Linked DNA regions of Mus musculus: region 1 is linked to region 2. A link is a contact called in public Hi-C data. All regions are on one chromosome and are shown on one strand. The core of a region is the stretch at or near the end of the contact, and the rest is flanking DNA. Distances in the headings are between cores, read along the strand shown. Region 1 overlaps Dmbt1 (deleted in malignant brain tumors 1). Region 2 overlaps Btbd16 (BTB (POZ) domain containing 16).

Region 1 (3,901 bases), core at 1,059-3,558, 230 kb before region 2:
CTTGCCTACATTGGACTTGCACTGAGATCTTGGGAACAAGTACAAAACTTTTTCTCACACGTACACATCTAATTAATTCTTTTTAAATTACACTGGCTGGAAGATCAATATATTATGCACTAGCAGATGTGTGGAATGACTGTTTGCCTCAATTTTGTATGTGAATGTTGTTTTTTTATTTTAGGTCTGTATGTCTAGATGTACCTAAAGCTAGAGTGAAACTCAAGATCATACTAACTCAGCATCCTGAGTAGTACAATAGAGTATGTGTGTGATTCAGTGTGTGTGTGTGTGTGTGTGTGTATGTGCATGTGTGTGTGAGACCTTTCTCATTGTTTTTTTACTGGTTTTGAAATGAATCTAATCTGCCACTTTTAAATGAGACAGAAACTTCAAACATATGGTTAAGTTACTTTAAAAGAGCCCTAGCTCTTGGACAGAGTGCCTTCAAGAGTAGACTTGGTGCTAGGGATTGGAGTGAAGATATGAAGGTATTATTCAACTGGCACCAAGCAACCAGCTTCTGCGTAACCTTCAAAGGTCTCAGGATACAGAAAGAACTGACCTCTACCCACACAGCAGCTCCTGATATAAACAGAGTGGAATATTGGGAAGGAATATGACTTTAGTGAGAGTAAAGCCAGCCTCATCCTTGGGACACCTCACATGCCTGAGGAAAAGTGATGCCTGACACTGGGCCAATTGGATTCCCTACAAACCCTGGGCTGGCCAGAGGCACTGCTATGGAAACAGTTCTTGCTGTGTCCTAGGATCAAAAAATGCCAAGGAGAAAAGAAAGGGCTTTTCTTTCCCAAAGCCCAGGCCTTCAGAGTCTAAACTGTACTGATGTGCCACCAACACCGCTCATTGGAGGAACTCAGAGATGGAACAGGATATTTCATGTTCAAGGTTTTGGCCTGAGACATCCACAGTAGTTTTATAGGGGCTTAGACGAAAGGAAATGACCAGGGCATTAGCTAAGCAGTTTTGACTTCCTCTCCAGGCACTGAAGTCAGTAATTCTGCTCCCTACACTGGCCAAGGTGTGGATGAAACATGGGGACCTTGGGCACTGAGACTGGTCAATGGAATCCCTACAAACAAGACCTCCTTGGTGACCCTTGAAGGTGCCTCCTCTGGCTGATCCTCCCCAACCTCCACAACTCAGAGCCATAATCCATGGTATATATGCCGCTATAGGCTTGACCTTACTGGGAAATTTAACTGGGAGCTAAGGACTCCACATGCTCTTCCTTCTGCCCATCTTCTGGGTCAGAGGTGAACTTATGGGTTCTGGGGACAATAGGCCGCAGGGATACAACATAGAACAACTTACCTGCTGTGGTTTGTTCAGTTGGATAGAACACATCTGCAAAATGAGAAAGGAAGAGTTCATTGGGTGTTGGTCTTCTCTTGAGGAACCCAGAGGCAGGAGCTGCAGTCTCCCGTGCTAAAGGCCTTTCATCACTAGAAATGCTGAAATGCATTGTGGGATCTGACACTGATCCTTCTTTAACTTGCTACTGACATGTCACCATGAGCATCTTCTGGCCTCACTCTCCTTCTTTGTCTATTCATTCCAAAAAACTATCCGGTTCACCAACAGCCCCAATGTGGGCACAAAGTATTCAAAAGTCATTTGGATATCTCTGTAGTTCAAGCAGAACCTCTCATTATAAACATTTGTTATCAATAAAACAGTCCTGAGATAGTGGATCCAACTAGCAAAAGAGGTGACTTCCAGAGATTACTGTGGAAGGACAGAATAAATAGTCAAGTGTGGCTGTTGGCAGGGCCATGTTCCTTTTAAGGGTCATTCTCAGGTGGGTGGTGATCACCACAGTCACACTGTTTCCTGTGACATTGTTTATCTGGTTAAACCAGCAATTGATATGGGAACACATGCACACACACACACACACACACACACACACACACACACATATGCTCTCTCTGTCTCTGTCTCTGTCTCTCTCTCTCTCACACATACACACACACACAGTGCTTCTGCATCCACTCCATCTTCATCAGGGTCAAGGTTACAATGGAGTCCGTCTAACAGCAGTCTTCTCTCCAGCCCTCCAGCCTGCTCTCCCACTGTAAGGATGCACATGACTGGGCAGGCAGCAGGCTTCTGTGTGGAGGGCTGGCTCTAAGTCTCTCACACATGAATCTGTGCTGTGTTGTGAGAGGAAACAGACAGCAGCTGTGTGGTAGCAGGAAAGAACAGGTTCAGCCTCCTGACAGGAGGAGCCAATCCTGGGTGTACCCTTCAGTGGCTCCTCTGTTGTTGTGAGAACTCTGTGGTCTGAGAGTGAGAGGAAGTGGAGACAAGGTAAGAGGATCAGACAGTTGCTGTTGTTGCAGATCTTCAGAGGGTGCTATGGGGATTGGCAAAGGACACCTGAAACTTCCAAGGTGTTCCCAAAGAAGGCACAGGTCTGCAGGACACAATGTTACTGCCCTCTGCTGGTCACTCTCGATTGTTTCCCCCTAGAGAACTGCCGGCCTTGGTTTGGCCCTTTCTAGAAGTTGGTCAAAAACCTTCCTCTGGATTCCCCGACATGTGTATGTTCTGTTAAAGTACATACTACCTGTGATAGCTGAGCATTGATGATGTGCAATATTTTTAATTTTGGAAGGAAGAATCAGTGACTGTTTTTCATTAGTCCTACAGACAGGAGGCTAAAGTTAATTTCATCCATCACATAACTGAAGAGCAGAGAGAAGAATGAAGAGGAAAGGAGGGGCTTGGTAGGGTCTACCCAGCAGTGTGACACCCATGTCTCTCATCTCTACTCCATCCCTGATTTCTGTGTCCACCGATTCAGTTGGATTCCTCCAGACAGCAGATGCATCACTAGCACCAGCAGGAATACTACCACCAGCAGCAGCAGGAGCAACAGCAACAGCAGCAGCAGGAGCCACAGCAGCAGCAGCAGCAGCAGCAGCAGCGCTGGCCATTTGTCCTCGTTATCTCCATTGTCAACAGAACCCCAGCTAAGTCATGTACAGGTCTCTCAATCTGGGAGTTACCCAGAACAGGATTGACTATAGCCCTGTCTGTATGGATTTTCTTGATCGATAACTGTCAGAGAAATCCAGCCCATTGTCCTTGGGCAATGTGAGCCTGCGCTGTATAAGACGCTAGCTAAGCATGAGCCAGAAAGTCAGTAAGCTGGGCTGCTCCAAGGCCTCTGCTTCAGTTCCTGCCTCCAGCTGGAACCTCAGGAACTGGCCTTGGCTTCACTCAGTGATGGGTGGTGACCTGTAAGCCCAACGGACCTGTCCTCCTCCAAGTTGCTTAGGGCCAGTGTGTGATCACAGCAACAGGACTCAGAATCTCTCCCCATTCTATCAGTAACCCAAAGACAGAAACAAGAGTGAAGGAGATGGCCTTACCGTTATTTGTCCCTCCTGGATTCCACCAGCCTTAATAAAGAAAAAGCTTAGTTTAGAATTGGATCCACCATGTAGAGATGGTCTCATACAAGATACACTTAGCCTGAACTGCACTACACAGCCATGCCTTCTGAGAGGTTGGGGGTGGGGGTGGGAATCAGTGTTTCAGTTTGGCTATGCCCAAGGTCTAGGCATAGAGGTGAACTACACATCATGTCCAATGTGGTAAAAAAAAAAAAAAAACAGCTGGACATGGTGGCAACATTTTGGAATCCTAGAACTCGGAAACTACAGACAAGAGGATCAGGAGTTCAAGGGGACCCTTGCCAAATCAGCAAGTCTGAAGTTAGCCTGGGCTCTGTGGGTCTCAAAAAGAAGTAAATAAACAAACCAATAGCAAACAAGTGGCCCTACAACCTTGCTAACATTAAATTCTGATTCGGCTTGGGACAAGCCAGAGTTGGCCCAAGTGTGAAGAGGGCATGATATCCTTACATATC
Region 2 (3,797 bases), core at 636-3,135:
TGAACCCTGGCTTTGTCAAGAAGCCACGTGACATGAAGGTGAAGTCCCTCAGAGTTGACAGCCTCATCTACCACCAGTACCAACTTCCCCAGCTGCTTGTGAAAATCACATGGCAGCACATAGGTGACTATGAACAGCACTTATGACACAGCCTGTGTGAATGATGAGCTAATGATTCTTCAGTCCCTTCTAATGCCATGAGACTCAGTGGGCGGGAGATGGAGGGGCCGTTTCAGAGGGGCACCTTCTTACCTGCATAGAAAAACTGTAAGAGGTAGGGTCGTGTTTGATTCCCTTTATCTCAAAGAAGTATCCGTATATAGAAATCCTTTCCGAGTAAGTGGTGTATTCCTACATTGGAAAGAAGGTTGGCAATGCGGATGGGTGAATACCATCAGTATCCAAAGACAGGATGTAGCAAGGTTAACTCTAGTGACAACCAGAGGTACTAGTTCAAAAACCTGTCACTGCTCAGAAACAGCTGCTAATGTCTTCCAACATTTCTAATCATCATTTTGCATGATTCTTTGGGGGAGAAATAATGAGTTAGATATGGTCTTAAATCACCTATATGCCACAGTGCACTTTTATTTTCAATCGGATGGACATGCCATGCTACTTTGGTGGGTCATTGCAACCAGGTACTGAATCAGTCCCTCAGATGATAGGTGTAGGTCCCAAGTCCCTGCAACATGAGTTCTTTAAAGATCCCCAATTACCTTTGAGAAGTCAGATAGCAGCACTTAAAAAAATCATGTCTATTGCAAGCCCAAGACAGGGCACAGCCGCCAACCCCAGACCCTGTCCCAACTCAGCACTGAGATGCCTCACTCTCGAGCTCCTTGACCAGCCAGGGTTTGACTGAGATTCACTGAACCTGCTAACAGAGTGAGGCAGGACAAGAGATAGATAGATAGAGAGAGAGAGAGAGAGAGAGAGAGAGAGAGAGAGAGAGAGAGACTAGCCCATGGTTTCCCCAGATGTTTTCCTCTTTTAGGAAAAAAACTCTCAACTCCCAGGAAATCTCTCCCATCCTGGGAAAAGTGCTATTGTTGGTCACTCTATAGGGAAAACTTGGACCACACACATCAGATTGCTGACTGGTCTGTTCCACCCTTCTGTCTTATGAACTCGATTTCCTAGGGCTTTGTTGGCTCTACTACCAGAGGACAGAGTGGCCATAGGTGCCCCCACCCACCCCAGAGCTCTTTCTCTCTGCATAGAAGGGACTTTCCTTCCCCTTGGTTGGGTCAAGTTCTTAGTACCTGCCTAAAGAGCAGCCCGAACCTCATGGCCTGTGTGGAAAGATCTTTCAGGTGGACCATGTTGCCCCCGCTCTCCAGCTGGAAAGGAAATGCACAGAGCTTACCTGAGGTGTAGACAGGAGCACCCTCATCACTTCCCATTCACTCCTGGATCCCCAGCCCCCCATGGTTCTGTCTTCAGACATTTACTGCAAACCTACTATATCCAAGTACTGTTTATATTCCCAGTGTTTCCAGAGGATGCAGAGAAGAGAGGGGAAACATGGCTAGGCAATGTGACCAGGGGAATAAAGTACGTATGTCAATAGCCTCTTCACGGGAATGATCATGGTCACAAATTCAACGAGCTGGACCCCTGCACGACATTCCACGGAGAAGACTGGAGAGTGGAGTGTGGATCTCAGGGGCATGAGCTGCAGCCAGGGGTGAAAAGAAGGGTCAGGCAGGGTCAGTGGGTGGGAAGATGGAGCTGGGAGCTTTCTCACTGTAAATCTCTTTGGCTGCTTTTGGAGTGATGTTCTGAGTTATGTCCTAGAGAAGCAAGGGCCTTCCGTGGAGTCACCCTCACATGTGCAGGCAGCAGGGTGCTCGGAGGGCTGGTTCCAGCATCACAATGAGGACTTGTGAAGCTGGCTGAATTTTAACTCGTGACTCATGCGTGCTCAGAACTCCCAACACTGCCCTGCTTTATCTCTGAAAACGTGACATTGGAAATGTACAAGAAGCAGGGCAGTTTGTACGGACAATCCACAAAGCAGGCACGTGGGAAATACTCATGTTTGCCAGTCATAAAGGAGATGCATACTGAAAGACGAAGTGCCTTTGTTTCCTCCTCGATGAACAAAAGCGATTTGAAATCTAAATGCTCTATGCTGCCAAGTGTGTGTACAGTGGGATGAGTGCATTTCTCGCTGGGGGCGGAGTCATTTGGTCCCAGCATTTATTAGTATGTACCAGGAGCAAAACAGTACATATGTTATAATGCATTTCTATTGTGGAGAATCTCCTATAAGCAAAGAGTTAAAGGGCAGAAAATAAGCTATTCTATGAAAATGTGGCCCCTATTGAAAGGCAGCAGAGACAGAGAAGTGTTGACTGTAGCTATTGTCTTAGGGTGATAGCCTTAAGGGATTTCTTTTCTATACAGTTTCAACAGTTTCAATAATAAGCACTTTATATTTGTGTCGAGTAGGGCCTGGGTTTGGAGGAACATATGACTGGAGAAATCTAGACTGGCTAAGTTTCCAGCTCAGAGGACATGTGGGAGCGCACTCCTTCCCTTCCCCTGGAAGAGGCTCCAGATAAGCCCTGACCTCAGAGGCCCAGAGATCTCAAATGAGGAACGTATCTCCAGAAAAAGCAAAGCTGAGGACACAACACATTTTGCTAATTGTCCCCTTGAGAAGCCGACTCACTGCGTGGTAATGGTTGGCTGTAACCCGGACCAGCCAGGACTCAGGGAAGAAATTAATGTGCTTCAACACCTCCAGATCCTTGCCTGAGAGAAACACAAGAGGAAGTGGTTACAGGCTTATTCATAACAGAACCTCAAATGTCTGACTTACAGAAAGAAAAAGGGGAGACATCAGGCCAACAGCAAGGGCTAGATTCCTCTGAATGTTCGTTCATAAAATGGGAAGACCTAAGAATCACTATGGATATATATATATATATACATGTATGTATATATATATATATATATATATATATATATATATATATATATTTCCAAATTTATTCTTAAAGGAAAAACAACTTACAGGACCAAGGAGATAGCCCAGCCCCAGCGTGCAGTGTATTGCTAGGCAAGTGTGAGGAGTGGAGGTCTAAGTGAACAGAGACACCTGTAGTCCCAGGGTTGAGGAGGCAGAGCCAGGTGATCCCTGGAGCAAGCGGGCTAGCTAGACCAACCCAGCTGGCAAGCTCCAAGTTCCGTGAGAGACTCTGCCTCAATACAGAAGATGGAGAATCATGAGGAAGACACTTTATGTCAAATTCTACCCGAATACACAAATGCACATGCTTGTATGCTTACATATATGTGAATGTGGATATACATACACATGGATACACTAACACACACACACACACAACTTACTGCAAAGACACTTCAAAAGGAGTAAGTGAATCAGTCCAAACTGGAGGGAAATTTCAATTTGATAAGAAATTCCTCATGCTATATCTTGTTTATTAAAGTTTAAGTTAGTTCAGTAAAGTTTAAGCTCAGCACTTGGGAGGCAGAGGCAGGAGGATATCTGTGAGTCTGAGACCAACCTACTCTACTCCTTTGAGCTCCAGGCCAGCCAAGACTATGTAGTGAGGCCTCACATTAAAACAAGCAAAAACCCCAAATACAGCACTTAGGTTATATTCTTTAAGAGAAGCGTGTCCTCAGGATCCCGCAGGGACAACTCTCTGCAAATGGTTCTCAGCAAATGACGTTAAAGCAGAAGGTCGAATCGATGGCCAGGCAGGGCCTCTCCCTTTGAACAATCCACCGCACACTGCCAAGGTTTTTGCATCCTCTTGACA

Evidence for each region. A called contact is a pair of places that touch in the nucleus more often than the background predicts.
Region 1: a contact with region 2 is called in a Hi-C map of embryonic stem cells, with 2.2 times the contacts expected there. The contact joins two enhancer-like sites. A contact is called at or near these places in 7 of 39 promoter capture datasets (the 3T3-L1 cell line, cranial neural crest, embryonic stem cells and 2 more), 40 of 484 Hi-C or Micro-C datasets (the 3T3-L1 cell line, the AML12 cell line, the C2C12 cell line and 23 more), 1 of 115 datasets of contacts at active chromatin or transcription factors (stem cell-derived neural progenitor cells) and 1 of 9 other capture datasets (adipose tissue).

The regions. Positions count from the first base shown.
Region 1 is chr7:131,044,023-131,047,923 of GRCm38.p6, reverse strand. It overlaps Dmbt1 (deleted in malignant brain tumors 1), which reads right to left. Exons shown (of 48, transcript NM_001347632.2): 6 at 3,402-3,431; 7 at 1,336-1,368. Among named protein-coding and RNA genes, the nearest start is that of Dmbt1, 14 kb to the right of the region's middle. Within about 2 kb of position 2,308, at least 14 of the 459 cell types and tissues checked have an H3K27ac peak or open chromatin away from gene starts, as enhancers often do.
Region 2 is chr7:130,817,984-130,821,780 of GRCm38.p6, reverse strand. Btbd16 (BTB (POZ) domain containing 16) reads right to left here. Exons shown (of 16, transcript NM_001081038.2): 12 at 2,681-2,763; 13 at 1,266-1,343; 14 at 253-351. Among named protein-coding and RNA genes, the nearest start is that of Btbd16, 46 kb to the right of the region's middle. Within about 2 kb of position 1,885, at least 54 of the 459 cell types and tissues checked have an H3K27ac peak or open chromatin away from gene starts, as enhancers often do.